2 separate regions of the Mus musculus genome follow, and region 1 is linked to region 2. The links are chromatin contacts, called in public HiChIP or PLAC-seq maps. All regions are on one chromosome and are shown on one strand. Each heading gives the region's core, a stretch centred on a gene start, on an enhancer-like site or on the middle of the called end of the contact. The rest is flanking DNA. Distances are from core to core; before and after follow the strand shown. Region 1 holds the start of Egfr (epidermal growth factor receptor). Region 2 has its middle 61 kb from the start of Gm25698.

Region 1 (7,241 bases), core at 1,391-3,890, 82 kb after region 2:
TAGAGAGAATCTTGACTATTCTTAAAAATCAGTTGTAGCTATCATTATCATTTCTACTTTACTATGTGTTCATTATGACTTGTGCCACTGACCATATCCCTTGATAGAAAATACATTTTAAGCCAGAGTTCCAGTCCTGGAAACATGAACATGGGAATCATCACTGTCTACAGACTTTTAAAAACTCATCTCCAGGCTGGTGAGATGGCTCAGTGGGTAAGAGCACCCGACTGCTCTTCCGAAGGTCCGGAGTTCAAATCCCAGCAACCACATGGTGGCTCACAACCATCCGTAATGAGATCTGACTCCCTCTTCTGGAGTGTCTGAAGACGGCTACAGTGTACTTTCATATAATAAGTAAATAAATCTTAAAAAAAAATTAAAAAAAAACTCATCTCCATCTTCATTTTGTGTTCTACTGTTATATTTCTTGCTTGGCTTTTTCTAATCACCCCTTATTATTGTATTACTTTAAAAACTGCCCTAAGTTCCTATTTGGAACATACAGCAGAAAACTGACACCTAAGCTCCCCTCCCACATATGTCCCTGGGAAGTAGGTACAAAAATCTCGGAAACAGTAAAATTTTTCTGAATGTGCAATAATAAAAGTTTAATCCAGAAATTCTAAACACACTAAGGTGTTTCTGGCAGAGCTTCACAGTGCTGCATTGCACTTCACAGTGGTCTTGCTTCTATACACACATTATTCACTCTTTGCTCTGTGCATGCTGTTACACCGTGGAGTACCAAGAAGTGCTGCATCGAAACTCAGTTCAGATGCAAGACTACCATATGGTATGGCTGCAAAAGTTTTACTTATCACATACAATTGTCTTCTCTTATAGAATAATAATGTCATAATACAGAGAACAAGACATTTTTAATATTCTCCTACCATCATTCCTTAGCATAGGAGCTTCAAATGAGTATGTTTGGTTATGTTTGGATTATATTGTGTTTGAATGTTTAATATTTAAAATCAATGTCTTAAGTCTCTTTATAAAAAGGTAACAGAATTTTAACATAGGATTAGGATGAAATTTCCAAGATGACCCTAAATATATTTTTTCTGTTTCATGCTTTGAGAATTGTAAATCAAAATATTAATTAACTCTGAACAATATTACAGATGTTCTACATTCCACAGCTTCAAGTACTCATTCAAAACCTAATTTTTTGTAACAATAAACAAATCAATCTCATTGGTATGCAAATTTGCCTTAATCTTTAGTAAGTGGTAAAGTCATATATATGCCAAAAATTATCTTAACATTGCATTAGGATCTACCATTAGTCGATGTCTGATTTGAACACCTATTTTATATAAAATCCCAAGATTACATAAAAAGCATCTATGAAAAGAGGTTGCCCGTGGGAAAAGTTTAAGAAACCCCGCTCTACTTCTCAGTGAAGGTCTCAGGTTGTGATGAGGGTCCCTGCACAGGCTGGGTGACGTGTTCCCATTCAAGACGCCACCTACAAAACTTGGGCAGCAGCCCTGACTTTGCAGGGTGCGGACGAAAAGTCCGGAATGCCTCCTTTCTGGCTGCATGGAAAAAGCTGGACTGAGCCTCACTGGTTAGCCATGACTTCTGCTAACAAGGACACCCACAGCAAAGGGGCCTAAATTAGGGGACCAAGTGATTTTGTGAAAAACTCAGAGACTTTGGATTGAATGGAAGCAGGGGACATTCCTCTGATAGCTAAGAAGTAGGGACATTGGTTGGTCTTTGCTGAAGGAATTTAGTTGTGGGTCCTGAAGTTCAGGGACACATTTCTACTGGTCAAATTCTAAGTGAACTTACTTGGCAATTTGCCTCCTGATGTGCGGCAGGGCTAGCTGAGGTCACTAGAGGATGCTAACTGCTCTAAAGATTTGTTCACTGCTGTTATGTCAAGTCTCTGCTTTTGTGGAGGAATTTGCCTCATGTGTACGTTGCTTTGCTTTTCAAGCACTCCAGACTGGCTCCAGGTGTAGAAAATGCCATGTTCTTCAACATGCATGCTTTCATCCAGCAAATATACTGAGGCCCTTCTAAGTGTCAGGAGTTGGCTGCCCTTCTTTCAGAAGACATGGAGGGTTCTTGATGGGATCTGAAGGACCCTTGGACTTCTTAGTGCCACTTCAGACTTGAGGCACCCGCCTCTGCCTGTGCTGTTGGAAACTGCTGCCAAGTCAGCCTGACCCTTCTGAGATCCTGGAGAAGTTATGGAGAATACGTGAACAGCGTCCCCACCTGTGTTATTCTCCAACCTGTGCTCTGTGGTTGGACAGTTTGTAACCGAGGTGGTCCAGAGTTGTTTGGTTAATTGAAAGAAAGGAAGGAAGAAGGTGGGAGACAGAGGGAAGGAAGGAGGGGACCCTGGCATAGATTGGCTGGACTTCCTAGGTCCTGAAATGCAGCGGAGCGGAGTCCCCTCAGAAATTAACTCCAAAGGCCACCCACTGACCCGCTGCACACAGCCAGAACTCGCCCCCAGAGCCTTGTCTAGTGGTGGCCAAGGCCATCCACCACCACCTTCCGGTCACTGCCTGCTTTCGATCCTCGCGGAGAGCGCTTCCTCTCTCCTGACATTCTCCTCCTCTTCGCTCCTCTGGATCCCTCCTCCTTCTTTAGTCCCTCCTCCTCCCGCCCAGCCTCCCCCAGTCCCGACCCGAGCTAACTAGACGTCTGGGCAGCCCCAGCGCAACGCGCAGCAGCCTCCCTCCTCTTCTTCCCGCACTGTGCGCTCCTCCTGGGCTAGGGCGTCTGGATCGAGTCCCGGAGGCTACCGCCTCCCAGACAGACGACAGGTCACCTGGACGCGAGCCTGTGTCCGGGTCTCGTCGTTGCCGGCGCAGTCACTGGGCACAACCGTGGGACTCCGTCTGTCTCGGATTAATCCCGGAGAGCCAGAGCCAACCTCTCCCGGTCAGAGATGCGACCCTCAGGGACCGCGAGAACCACACTGCTGGTGTTGCTGACCGCGCTCTGCGCCGCAGGTGGGGCGTTGGAGGAAAAGAAAGGTAAGGGCGTGTCCCACCGGCCCGCGCCCCCTGCGAGCTAGCTCGCCCAGTCCCAACCTCCGCTCGGGACTCTAAGTCCCCAGCCGCCCGCTCCTCCTCTTCTGGCTCCCAAAGGCGGCCGGGACCATAGGAGGAACTGGACGGAGTCTGGAATGGGCGAGACTGGGGCCGCCGAAGGAAGGGAGACTGGGCTAGGAGCAGAGGGGCTGCCAGGGCAGCGTGGGAGCCGCGGCTGTGCGCTCCGGGGCTCTTGACTGCTGCCAACTTAGTTGCCTCACTTTCCTGCGCTCAGTAGGCGTTCGGAGCAGAAACGTGGTGCGGGACAGCGCGGGACGCCGGGCATTGGCGCACGTGCGCCCAGTACTGTCAGGGAGAGCGGAGGGACCCCGGATCCTCAAGCGGGTCGGGTGTGTCCCACCCGCTCAGTGTGAGAGTTGAGGGACTGGAGTGCGAACCAACGCGCCCCTGGTCAAGGTCGGAACCTCTGAGACGCGCGGTTTCCTGAGCGCGGTTTCCCTCAACTCCTCTCTTCTCCAGCAGGGTACTCTCAGGACCTGGTAGCCTGAGTCCCAATGTAGCTTGCAGATTTCTGGCTTGCCCTTTCGCGGGTGTGTAGTTGCAGCAATGACCTGGAAGTGTGGAGATCTCTCTGTCACTAACCACCTAGGACTTCTGGGAAGAGATGGTGTTAGTGGTCATTTGCTTCTTCACTAGGAAAAAAAAAAGGAGGGCGTGGGGGTGGCGGGTGGGGTGGGTCGATTCCGCCTCTTAGGCATAGAGCATGCCAGAGACTTGCCAGGCTAGGTGCACTGGTTGGGGACCAAGGCTCCATGCCAGATTGGAGCTAGCGTTGCGGGGTGGCTACTTCCCCTGGGATCCCTGAATTTGCCCTTTCCCAGAAGCTTGGGCTGCTGCAGCATCACTTGCCTTTGCAATGGATGGCTGACCTCCTTGTGACAGCTGGGCCCTTGGGTGTAGTGCACCCTTGGTGTTTCAAAATGAGGCCGGTAGCAAACTTTCTTACTTGTTAGCTGAGACGTTCCCTCTTGGGTTTCTTTTTCTTTTCTTTCCTTCCACACCCCTCCCCCCCCCCAAGTGATTGATATTTGGCCAACTAAAATATAACCCCTAATTAAAAAGAAACATTGATGTCCATGGATCACACATGCCAACTGTCCAGACGGAACATGAACAAGTCTGGCTTCATGACTATCCGACCATAAACCCACTTGACACGAGAAACATGCCTCGGAAGGTTTAATTGCACAATTTCAAAATCCAGCCGCTCGGGTTCCAGGAGTCAGGTCTGCACTTGCTGTTGATGTCATCCGCATCCAAGTTGGACTTGGGGGTTGGTGCTCCGTGCACTTTTGTTGGAGGGGGTGTAAGGCTCAGTTTCCCAAACTTAACTACACAATGAAATCATTTGGGTTTAAAAATCAACAAGCAAAACAAACTACACCCCTCCTCCGTTGTTTAGCTACCACTCCATACACTCAGATTTCACGGGTCGATCTTGAGAATTAGAATTTTCAAAACTCTTGTAGCATTTGATTTGAGACTCGCTAGCATAAATGAAAAATTGATAACATCTAAAGGAAGACTACCACGACGGTTCTAACGAGCAGGAGTCTGGGAAATCTTGCAGTACAGGAAATAGCAGGGATAAAGTCGGTAAAGAGGGCTTGCTTTTTTCACAGATGGGATGGAGCACTGTGGAGCTTTTCTCCTACCTTCCTTAGCTGAAGGGCTCCAGGCCCCATCGGTCAGTTGCCTGGCATCTGTGCCTACCCATAGGACTCCCTCCCCTAGTTTTCAGTTTCCCTTAGAGCCCCTGTAGAACACCAGTTGTCTCAGCTTAACTCTGTGTTTCTTCGCTGTTAGGTGTTACTGTTATGAACACTGTTAGTGGTTGGAGATTTGTTTTCGGTTAAATAAAAATGCCACTTCATCTGTCTGTTTGTATGATATTCACTTAAAGCCAAATGCTTCTGGGTGTAGCAGGAAAGGTAGCAAGCAAATATTTATCTGTCAAAGTAACGTAAAAAGGCTAAGTTCTAAAGGACAGATTATTGAAAACGTGAGACACCCTTTCTGCAACAGGCTGATAAAAGATTTGTTTGTTTAATTGGTCAGTTTTGTTCCAGACTGGCTCCCTTAGTTGAGGTAGGGTGTTTATCCTTCCCTCCAAATCTATGGTACCATATGTAAATGTCATCAAAGCAGAAGACAGTTAGACTCTGTTTTCAGTGCATTGTCAGTCCTCACATTGCATGTAGTGAGAGGTGATTCTCATCATCTGTTTGGGGAACCTATGCACAGAGAAGTGTAGTGATTTTCCCCCATAGCTGTTAAGAAGTGATGCCAAAATTGATTCAAGTTCCTTCCACCTCCAAACTACACTACCTTATTGTAGGAGGACCAGGCTAGGTTAGGTGTGTAAATGACTCAGTTCTGATGCTAGAAGGATAAGGACCAGGAAACAGGCATTTGAAAAATCAGTCCCCATCTGAAGCTTGCTTGTTTAGTGGCCTACTTTCCTGTTCATGGATGCTGTGGTCTCCTGGGTTGCCTTTGATGGGGGCAATGTTGTCACTAAAACAAAATATGGGCAAGGTATTAGCTTGGACTTGCTGAGCAAGTTCCACCTGTACCATGATGGCAGGAGAAGGCGCTTCTTTGGAAAAGATCCTGTGCAGAGCAAATGAGGAGAGAAGGGACCCTCAGCCTGAATAAGGCAGTGGAGTTTGGAGGTGGAACCAACTTGAAGGGGATTCCAAAGGCTTCTCAAGACTGTCTGTCTGTCTGTCTGTCTGTCTGTCTGTCTGTCTCTCAGAAGACTGGGTCTTGGGAAGCCCAGTACTGGCTTTCTATCCAAGAAGCTTATGTTTTCATTCCAGGTCTAGATTAGATGGAAAGTCCCACTGGAACTCCAGGCTTCTGAAGTCTCCTTTCTAGATTCAGTAAATGTTTATTGCTTGTCTAAGATGTGGCAGACATTATGAGTTTAAAGGGGGATCTTAATGATTATATTATTGCTTCCAAACATATGTAGTTCTTGAAACCACTAGTTAAACATTGGTAATCTGCTTTTCAAATATGTAAAACAGACTAGTACTCCGACTGACTTTCTTACGGTGCACATTCCCAGTGGTAGGACATGATGTTATCTGAAGTCAGGTGGTGACACCAATAGACTCAACAGCTTCCGTTGGCTTTATTTACTTAGCCTCATAAGTCATAACTTTTCTAAAAGGAAAAAAAGGTGCTGGATTTGATATCTTAATCTCTGAAGGCTCTATCACTACCAAAATGTCTGGTCCTTTTGACGGGCTATCTGTGAAACGTGTATGCTAAGAATGGCTTTCAATCTTAGCAGTTCAAGCAGCTTGCTTTAAAAGCTATATGGGAATTATCACAGGGGGCCCTTCTTTCATGTTTACACTTCTGGGTGATTTCTTTCCAACAGACCTAGATTCCAAGTACCCTTTTCTAACTCTGTTCAACTTTTCATCAACAAAAGGCTAAACTTAAAGTTTTGGAACATTTTTTTTTTATCCCTAAATATCTCTGCAATTTCATTGTTACTGAGGAGTCCCCACACATAAGCTGCTTTATATAATTATGTAAGTTAATCACTATTGTTTGCCTTTTGAATATAAGGCCAGGCATTGAACTATTTTTTTATCCTTTTCTTTGTATTTGAGCCATGATGCATAATTTGTGCCATGCTGTCTATGTTTTGAGATATGAGAATGAGTTGGTCTTGATACCTCCCTTGAAGTGTCTAAAAGTTATTTATTAGAAGACCTAGTGAAAGATCATAAGACAGAGTCATAGAAGAAATGGAAGATCTGCATGGGAAAGGGATACTTTATAAGACAGAGTTTTGCTTTTAATTCTACCTGAGGAAGAGACAAAGAAAATCCCCAAATGGAAAAATCATTTGGGAAAAAGAGACTACTGGTTACAGAAGTGGCATCGAGAGTCAAGATCTGGAAAGCACACTAATGCCCTACTAAGGTCAAGTCAATAGGAAGAGAGAGAATGTTCTATACAGTTCCAGATGAACTCCATTAATCACAGCACAATTTTGGATCTTCTACATGAAAAGACTTATTGGAGAACTTAAAGAACTGCCAGGAAGTGGCTGCTGGTTACTATCTCCAGGAAACCTGAAGCCTGGATTGTTGGGTATCAGTGGAAATAGGGAGATGGATGACCGTTACAGGT
Region 2 (7,342 bases), core at 341-2,840:
CCCACATCACCAGGATCAGCACCCACATCACCAGGATCAGCACCCACATCACAAGGATCAGCACCTCCCCACCAGGCTCCATTTTACTCTCCTCTCCATCTTATAATTTTTTCTTCCATATTTTTGTTATTTTATGAATGTTGATCACAACTCCAACTTCCTACTATTGCCTATTAAAAGCATGTGATCAAAGAATGTTTTATACTTGAAACTTATTAAATAATATGTGCTTTTTAAAAAAAGCTACTTAAAGATAGTAAAGCTGAATAGATTACACTTCCTTTCCATAGTTCTAGACTACATCTTAAATTTATTAAGTTAATATTTCAATTATAAAAGTTGATTATTTTATGTTTTTATCATAGTATTTCTCTTTTAATTCTCAGTAATTTTCATTGACCTAAAGGGTCCAGTGAACATCCTGTTGTCTTGGCTTTTTTAGGATGCCTGTCTTCTGCCTCACCACATCTTTTCACTCTTTTTACACTCCAGAATTCAGCACTACCAATGTTCACAACTTCCACAGCCTCTGAGTATTTCTTGCCTCTCACAATCCTCTGTATTTCCACTGTTGTTCCCCAACACTTCCTTCCTGCTCAAGTTTTCTCTCGCCATTTTATAATTCAACTTCTTGTTCACCACTGTCCATGGTCTCATACTAAGACATCAATTCAAACTTCCTAGACTTTTACATACATGAAACATTTTTCTGTAGATGGAAAAATCCCTGTATCAGTCAAGAAATCTCTACCCCTTGTGTCTTTGATGCATCAAAATAAAGACCCAAGCAAAAGAAATAAACCTGGGAGATCTATTTAAAAAGTACAACATGAAAATAACTCAAAACTCATTCCTAGGCACCAGAATTGATTAGCTGTGTTTTGGAATTGAATACCAAAATCACTTTTCTCAGTATTAAATTAATCTTAACAGAAATGAATGAAATAACCAAGTACCTTACCACATTCTAAATCACTGAGTCTTATTGAACTGACTGAGTGAGAATATTTTTTCCACAAATGGCTTTTTGTTCACCAGACTAGCTTTGTATTCATCTCACTAAACTAAATCCACTGAAAATAGCTTCAAATTCTGTTTAAAAGTTTAAGAGCTTGTGTGTTCAATCTTGTGTCACGCACATAAATTTGGGAAGTGATTGCAGAGCTACTATTTGGATTGTGGTATGGTTGTATGTGGCAGTTGTGTGCACAGGGCATGTTTTCCTCCTTTGTGCAGTCTTGCCTGTGGTTATTTTATAAATAGTATTCATACGCTATGCTAATGTACTTGGTGTAGGGAGAAAGAAATATTAGTTGCCTAAAATGCGAAAGCAGAGATACCACCCAGTTAAGAACTAACTCTAGGGTAAACATAAAGTCAGTTAACAGTAAGATTGAGGAAGGATGGATTTGCTACAGAGCTGAGGAACAAGAAACAGCATACAAGGAAACCACAGAACATGCCAATTGTGAGTTCTGCTATTCTAAGATGCAGGAAAAGAAAAAAACCCTGAAAGGCCAGTCCTGGCCCCTGGGATTTCCTTTTCTCTCAGTCCAAGTCTTTGGACTCCAGTCAACCCCAGCAGCTGGTATCCCAGACAAGCCTTAGTAGGTCAGGTTAAAATCCTGCCATTCCCACTCAGCCCTTCATCTGTACTCCCCACACACAGGGTCATTTCAATGAGACTTTAAGAATTAGAGCTCTGCCTATTCTCCATTTTGGGCAAGATTCATCTTTGTTTCTCAGAAGACAATGGCCGTGCTCCTTTTCCTCTTGGTTGAACTCTTGGAAACCTACAAAAAGCAGAGCATCTGCTGTGGTCCCAATTTCCTGCTGAACTCGATTTGTTCTTATTGTATACATCAACACTCCAAATGTGTCTGAAATATACTTACAGCTTGTCAATGAGGTCCATGAGCTCCATGGCTTGAATATGTGTCCCTTATAAGCTGAGTGAGTTTAGGAACTGGAGGTATGACTTAAGAACACAAAGGAAGAGGCTGGTCAGGATCAGAAACAGTGACTCAAAGCAACTGGCAGCCACTGCTCCCAGTTCCTCTTAAAGCAATTCCATGCTTCCTCTCTGGCTAACATGAGCATTCAGTTACAGAAGAAATAATTAGTGTGTTCTTAATGTATATGAAGAGTGTACATGGTGGTAGGTGTATTAAGTCACATAATACATGACCTCAGACCATAATGTATTCCAATTTATTAAAGAATATATCAGAAAATGGTATTTACTTGCTCCAGTAAATATAAATTGGCCTTTTGCTGTGTTCCAGCCTGCTGACAGATCTTCCTGTCCTTCCCTGTTTTTCTCCTACACCTTCATCAGTCTCTTGTGATTACTTTGTCCTTGGCATATTTTAGAATCCAGCCACTTTCTATCATGACTGCCATAGCTCTGCCCTATATGACATTGCCACTGTGAACTATTAACAGACTTCACAGACTGATCACATGACCTCTGTCTTCTTCCTTTATTATCTGATCCCTACATAGCATCCCAGGGCAAATCTGTTAAGATTCAAGTCACCAATGAGATACTCTTCCTCAAATTACCTCGGTGGCTTACAAACAGATTAAAACCAGAACCCAGATCTCTTTTCTCTGTGGTCTATGTGGTCTTCTCAGAGCTAGGTCACGGTTTTACTTCCAATTGTCCCTGGGTTTTTTTCCAATTGCCTTCTCTTTCTCAGCCATTCTGTTCTCTTTGCTAGTCTTCAAAGCTCTTCACCAAGTATGCTCATAAGTTAATTTTCTGTCAGCTGTAGGAACTTTCCCACCAGGAGTTTTCTTCCTTCCCATAGGCTCATGGATTATCATATCAACTCACTCGTGCCTTTCCTTTAATATCACTTCTTTATGGGGCTTTATAGACAACATAACAATCACAATCCCTTCATCAATTCCTTTTCCTTGCTTTGTTTTTCCCTCACATACTTTGATATTTTGGAATGCCAGATTTTCCCTCCAGGAATTAAAATGTAAACTTTCCTTCACTGATAGAATACCTGAGACCATGAACTTACTTGGAGGAAAGGCTCAATACATCTCATCTTTAGATGTCTCACTCTGGGACCTGGGATGGCAGCACTATGCATCAATGGTAAGTGTAAAAGGCAGAGTTAGCTGCTTGTCTTTTGAAAGAAAGATGAGCATAACGAACAAAGGTCCCAATATCCTCAGCAAAAGTATGTCTCTTAGGTCCTACCTTCTTCCTATTAGGTGTCACCTCTTAAGGGTTCTACCACCTCCCATTTGTACTATGACCTGACAGCCAAGCATTCAACATCCAAACCTTTGGGAGACACTTCTGTAAAATACATACATAACTTCTTATAGAGCAGTCTCAGTGACTGTTCTACCTCTGGTTTCTAATACAGCACTGGATCATAGGAACTATTCAATAAGGGTTATAAATAGACTCACAAAATAAACAAATGATTGAGTTCTAGAGCATAGATCACTTCATAGAATGGTCACCTGTTCTGCAGGTATTCTCTGGCATTGAGGACTGGATTTGCAAACTAACTGGCAAGGAAATATATGTATATTCCAAAATAAGGGGATCAGCACAACCAGCCTAAAGAACATCCACGATCACCTAACCTACCATTTTAGGATGAGAACCTGTAGGATCTCCGAGCCTAATAGAAGAAAGATGGGCAAGCTGCTTAGCTGGTCTAACCAAGGATGGTTCCATTAACAAAAGATAAAGAAGAAAAAAATGTGAGTTAAAAAACTGCGTTTTGAAACTGTGGTTTGAAGTTCTTAGTGATAGCTGCCTCTCTGCTTAGCATATGGTTGATTTGATTGAAGACCAAATATTTACATTTTGAGCATATAAATAATAGATACATAAATAAAAATAACGTGCAGGGCAGGTTTATATTTTTCAACATCTACTAAGGGTTCTCAGACACTTCAATACGCCCCCCCCCCTTTCTAGCCCACTGCCAAAAGGTAGGGAAAAAAAGATAGTAAATAGGACAAGGGGATGTGGACCTGTTTAGAAGTAGTTCTTTGGGGCAATTCAAATCTCCTTTGTCAGTATTCCAGCAGTCCAGTTTAGTAGTGTCAGGATACCAATAATCCAGTTCAAAAATGTCACCAAAGACAAATCAGCAATGGTAGCCTGTTCCTAAACCACGAAGCATGAGTAAGCAGGAAGGACCAGGACCAGCCAGAATTCCTGGAGTTCTCTGCCTCTCTTAATGAAGTGAGGATCGGCAAAGGTGCAAGGCTACGAAGAGTTACACAGCCAGTATGCAAGTTCACTGTCACTGTTCACTGAGTGCTTCATATCCTTTCTCCACATCATGTGTTCTCTCATGAATCTAGCCTCGGAAAAACATCATGTGAGTCTGCATCAAATTTCCACTCCAATAACTAATATATTTCCATGTATGTAACTAAGACATCCAAAAAGTATTACCTTTATTACCAGCATAATGTGATAAGTATCCCCTTTGTACCCCTAAACCAAGGATGAAGAGATGTATCAGAAGTTAAATAAACTTATTGCTTTTCCAAAGAACCCTAGTTCAGTCCCAGTACCCTCATGGTGCCTCACAACTTTTTGTAACAGACAAATACTCTTTTCTGGCTTTCATGAGCACCAAGCATGCATGCAGTGCACATCCATACATGTAGGAAAAAGACTCATATACATAAGATAAAAAGGCCACCAACAGATTGGGAAAGGATTTTTACCAATCCTAAATCCGATAGGGGACTAAGATAAAGAAGAAATACTTAAAATTATAATAATGTTCTCATGTCATTTTCACACCAATAATAATTCCATAATGAATTTTTTTAGCAAATTTCCTATTATGTGAAATTTTCCACCATTGACTTATGCATAGTTTTTAAATTGAATCAGAATGGAAACATCCAGAATGCCTGCAAGGTTCATTTTAAACCTGATTTTCTATTTGTATGTATATATTTTCTCACTTCTTCCTTCTCTTTCTCCTTCCAATCTCTTGGTTTTTTTCCTCCTTTGCTTCTGCAATTTAAAGTTCATGATTTACAAAAATTGTATATATTCTCCATTTGCTGACTGTGCCCAAATTATTAATATATATATAAAACCTCTGTAGTTCTTATGAACTGAGCACTAGACCCATATATTTTATAAACTTCAAGTTTATAAAGTTCCTTGAAAAAAATAAAATTAAATTGAAAATAGTCATCTTAGGTTTGAATTAAAATATCCAATTAGAGCATAGAGAGTGATCTCTGAAAAACATCACCAGTACAGGAGGAAGGGGAACTTGAGAGTGCAAGTCCTTCAAGGGAGGAGAATATCATCAAAGAATGGACAGAAAATCTTCTAGAAACTCTAGAGGACCCAAAGTATCAGTCCTCACAATAATCTCAGGAAGACAAGGGACAAAAACAATTTGTCTGCATAATTCCCAGTATCAGGACAGAAGGAATGAAAGGAGTTTCCCTTAAGCACATGTCTGACACCCAGTCTCTACAGGATGGGATATATATTTTTTCCCCAGAGGGGTGTCCTTACCAAGTGTAAATGAGGGTTGAAATGTTTACTAACTCTCCCAAGGAGGAACCCATGAGTGGCAGTAATAGCCAGCACCAACTATGACTATACATGAAATGATCCACCTGACAGTCACAAATGGAACATCCAGGGGAGTTTCAGGGAAAAGATCTAGACACTGAATGGCAAAGTCCCTGCTAAGAAGTGTCACTCAGGGCTGAAATCAGCAAAGTAGAAACATAAAGAACTATACAAAGAATCAACTAAACCAGGAGCTGGTTCTTTGAGAAAATCAACAAGATAGATAAACCCTAAGACAGACTAATCAGAGGGCACAGAGACAGTATCCAAATCAACAAATCAGAAATGAAAAGGAAATTGAGGAAATTTAATTTGCAAAAATAGTTAGGTCCTAATTCAAGAGCATATATTCAATAAAAATGCAAAATCTGGATGAAATGGACAACTTTTCAAACAGATACCAAATCCCAAAGTTAAATCAGGATCAGATAAATCATGTAAAAAGTCCTATAACCCTCAAAGGAATAGAAGCAGTCATTAAAAGTCTCCCAATCAAATAATGCCCAGGACCAGTTGACTTTAATGCAGAATTCTATCAGACCTTCAAAGAAGACCTAATACCAATACTATTCTAACTATTCCACAAAATAGAAACAGAAGAACAGTCATGTTCTATGACACCACATAAAACCAAAACCACGCAAAGGCCCAACAAAGAAAGAGAACTTCAGACCATTTTCCCTTATGAATATAGATATAAAAATATTCAATAAATTTCTCACAAACCAAATACAAGAACTGATCAAAATGATCATTCACCATGGTCAAGTAGGCTTCATCCCAGCGATGCAGGAATGGTTCAATAAATGGAAAACCATCAATGTAATCGACTATATAAACTAACTCAAAGAATGAAAACAAAACAAAACAAAACAAAACAAAAAACCACATGATTATTTCATTAGATGCTAAAATAGCAGTTGACAAAATTCAACATCCCTTCATGTTAAAAGTCTTGGAAAGATCAGGAATTGAAGGCCCATACTTAATCATACTAAAAGCAATATACAACAAACCAGTAGTCAACATCAAACTAAATTGAGAGAAACTTGAAACAATCCCACTAAAATCAGGGACTAGACAAGGCTGCCCAATCTCTCCCTATATATTCAATATAGTCCTCAGAGTCTGAGCCAGAGCAATTTGACAACAAAAGGAGATCAAAGATATACAAATTGGAAAGGAAGAAGTCAAAATATCAATATTTGCATATGATATGACAGTATACTTGAATGACCCCAAAAATTCCACAAGATAACTCCTACAGCTGATAACTTCAGCAAAGTGGCTAGATATAAAAATAACTCAAGCAAATCAGTAGACTTCCTATAGTTAAAGGATAAACAGGCTGTGAAAGAAATTAGGGAAACAACACCCTTCACTATAGCCACAAATAATATAAAATATCTTGATATGACTCTAACCAAACAAGTGAAAAATCTGTAAGACAAGAACTTCAAGTCTCTGAAGAAAGAAATTAAAGAAGACCTCTGAAGATGAAAAGATCTCCCACACTCATGGATTGGCAGAATTAATATAGTATATATGGCCATCTTGCCAAAAGCAATATATAGATTCAATGCAATTCCCATCAAAATTCCAACTCAATTCTTCATAGAGTTAGAAAGAGCAATTCTCAAATTCATTTAGAACAAGAAATAACCCAGGACAGCAAAAACTATTCTCTAAAATAAAGGAATATCTGGGGGGCTCATCATCCCTGACCTCAAGCTGTACTACAGAGCA

What was found. HiChIP or PLAC-seq counts read pairs in DNA pulled down with a chosen protein or histone mark.
Region 1: a contact with region 2 is called in an H3K4me3 HiChIP or PLAC-seq map of neural progenitor cells, with 51 read pairs. The contact joins the promoter of Egfr here to the enhancer-like site in region 2. A contact is called at or near these places in 3 of 39 promoter capture datasets (the 3T3-L1 cell line, liver and pre-B cells), 6 of 484 Hi-C or Micro-C datasets (the AML12 cell line, astrocytes, cerebral cortex and 2 more) and 3 of 115 datasets of contacts at active chromatin or transcription factors (astrocytes and neural progenitor cells).

The regions. Positions count from the first base shown.
Region 1 is chr11:16,749,563-16,756,803 of GRCm38.p6, forward strand. It overlaps Egfr (epidermal growth factor receptor), which reads left to right and starts at 2,641. Exons shown (of 28, transcript NM_207655.2): 1 at 2,641-3,008. The coding sequence starts at 2,921.
Region 2 is chr11:16,668,466-16,675,807 of GRCm38.p6, forward strand. No RefSeq gene overlaps it. Among named protein-coding and RNA genes, the nearest start is that of Gm25698, 61 kb to the right of the region's middle. Within about 2 kb of position 1,591, at least 41 of the 459 cell types and tissues checked have an H3K27ac peak or open chromatin away from gene starts, as enhancers often do. A contact at or near this core is called in cerebral cortex, neural progenitor cells and pre-B cells, where this site is marked.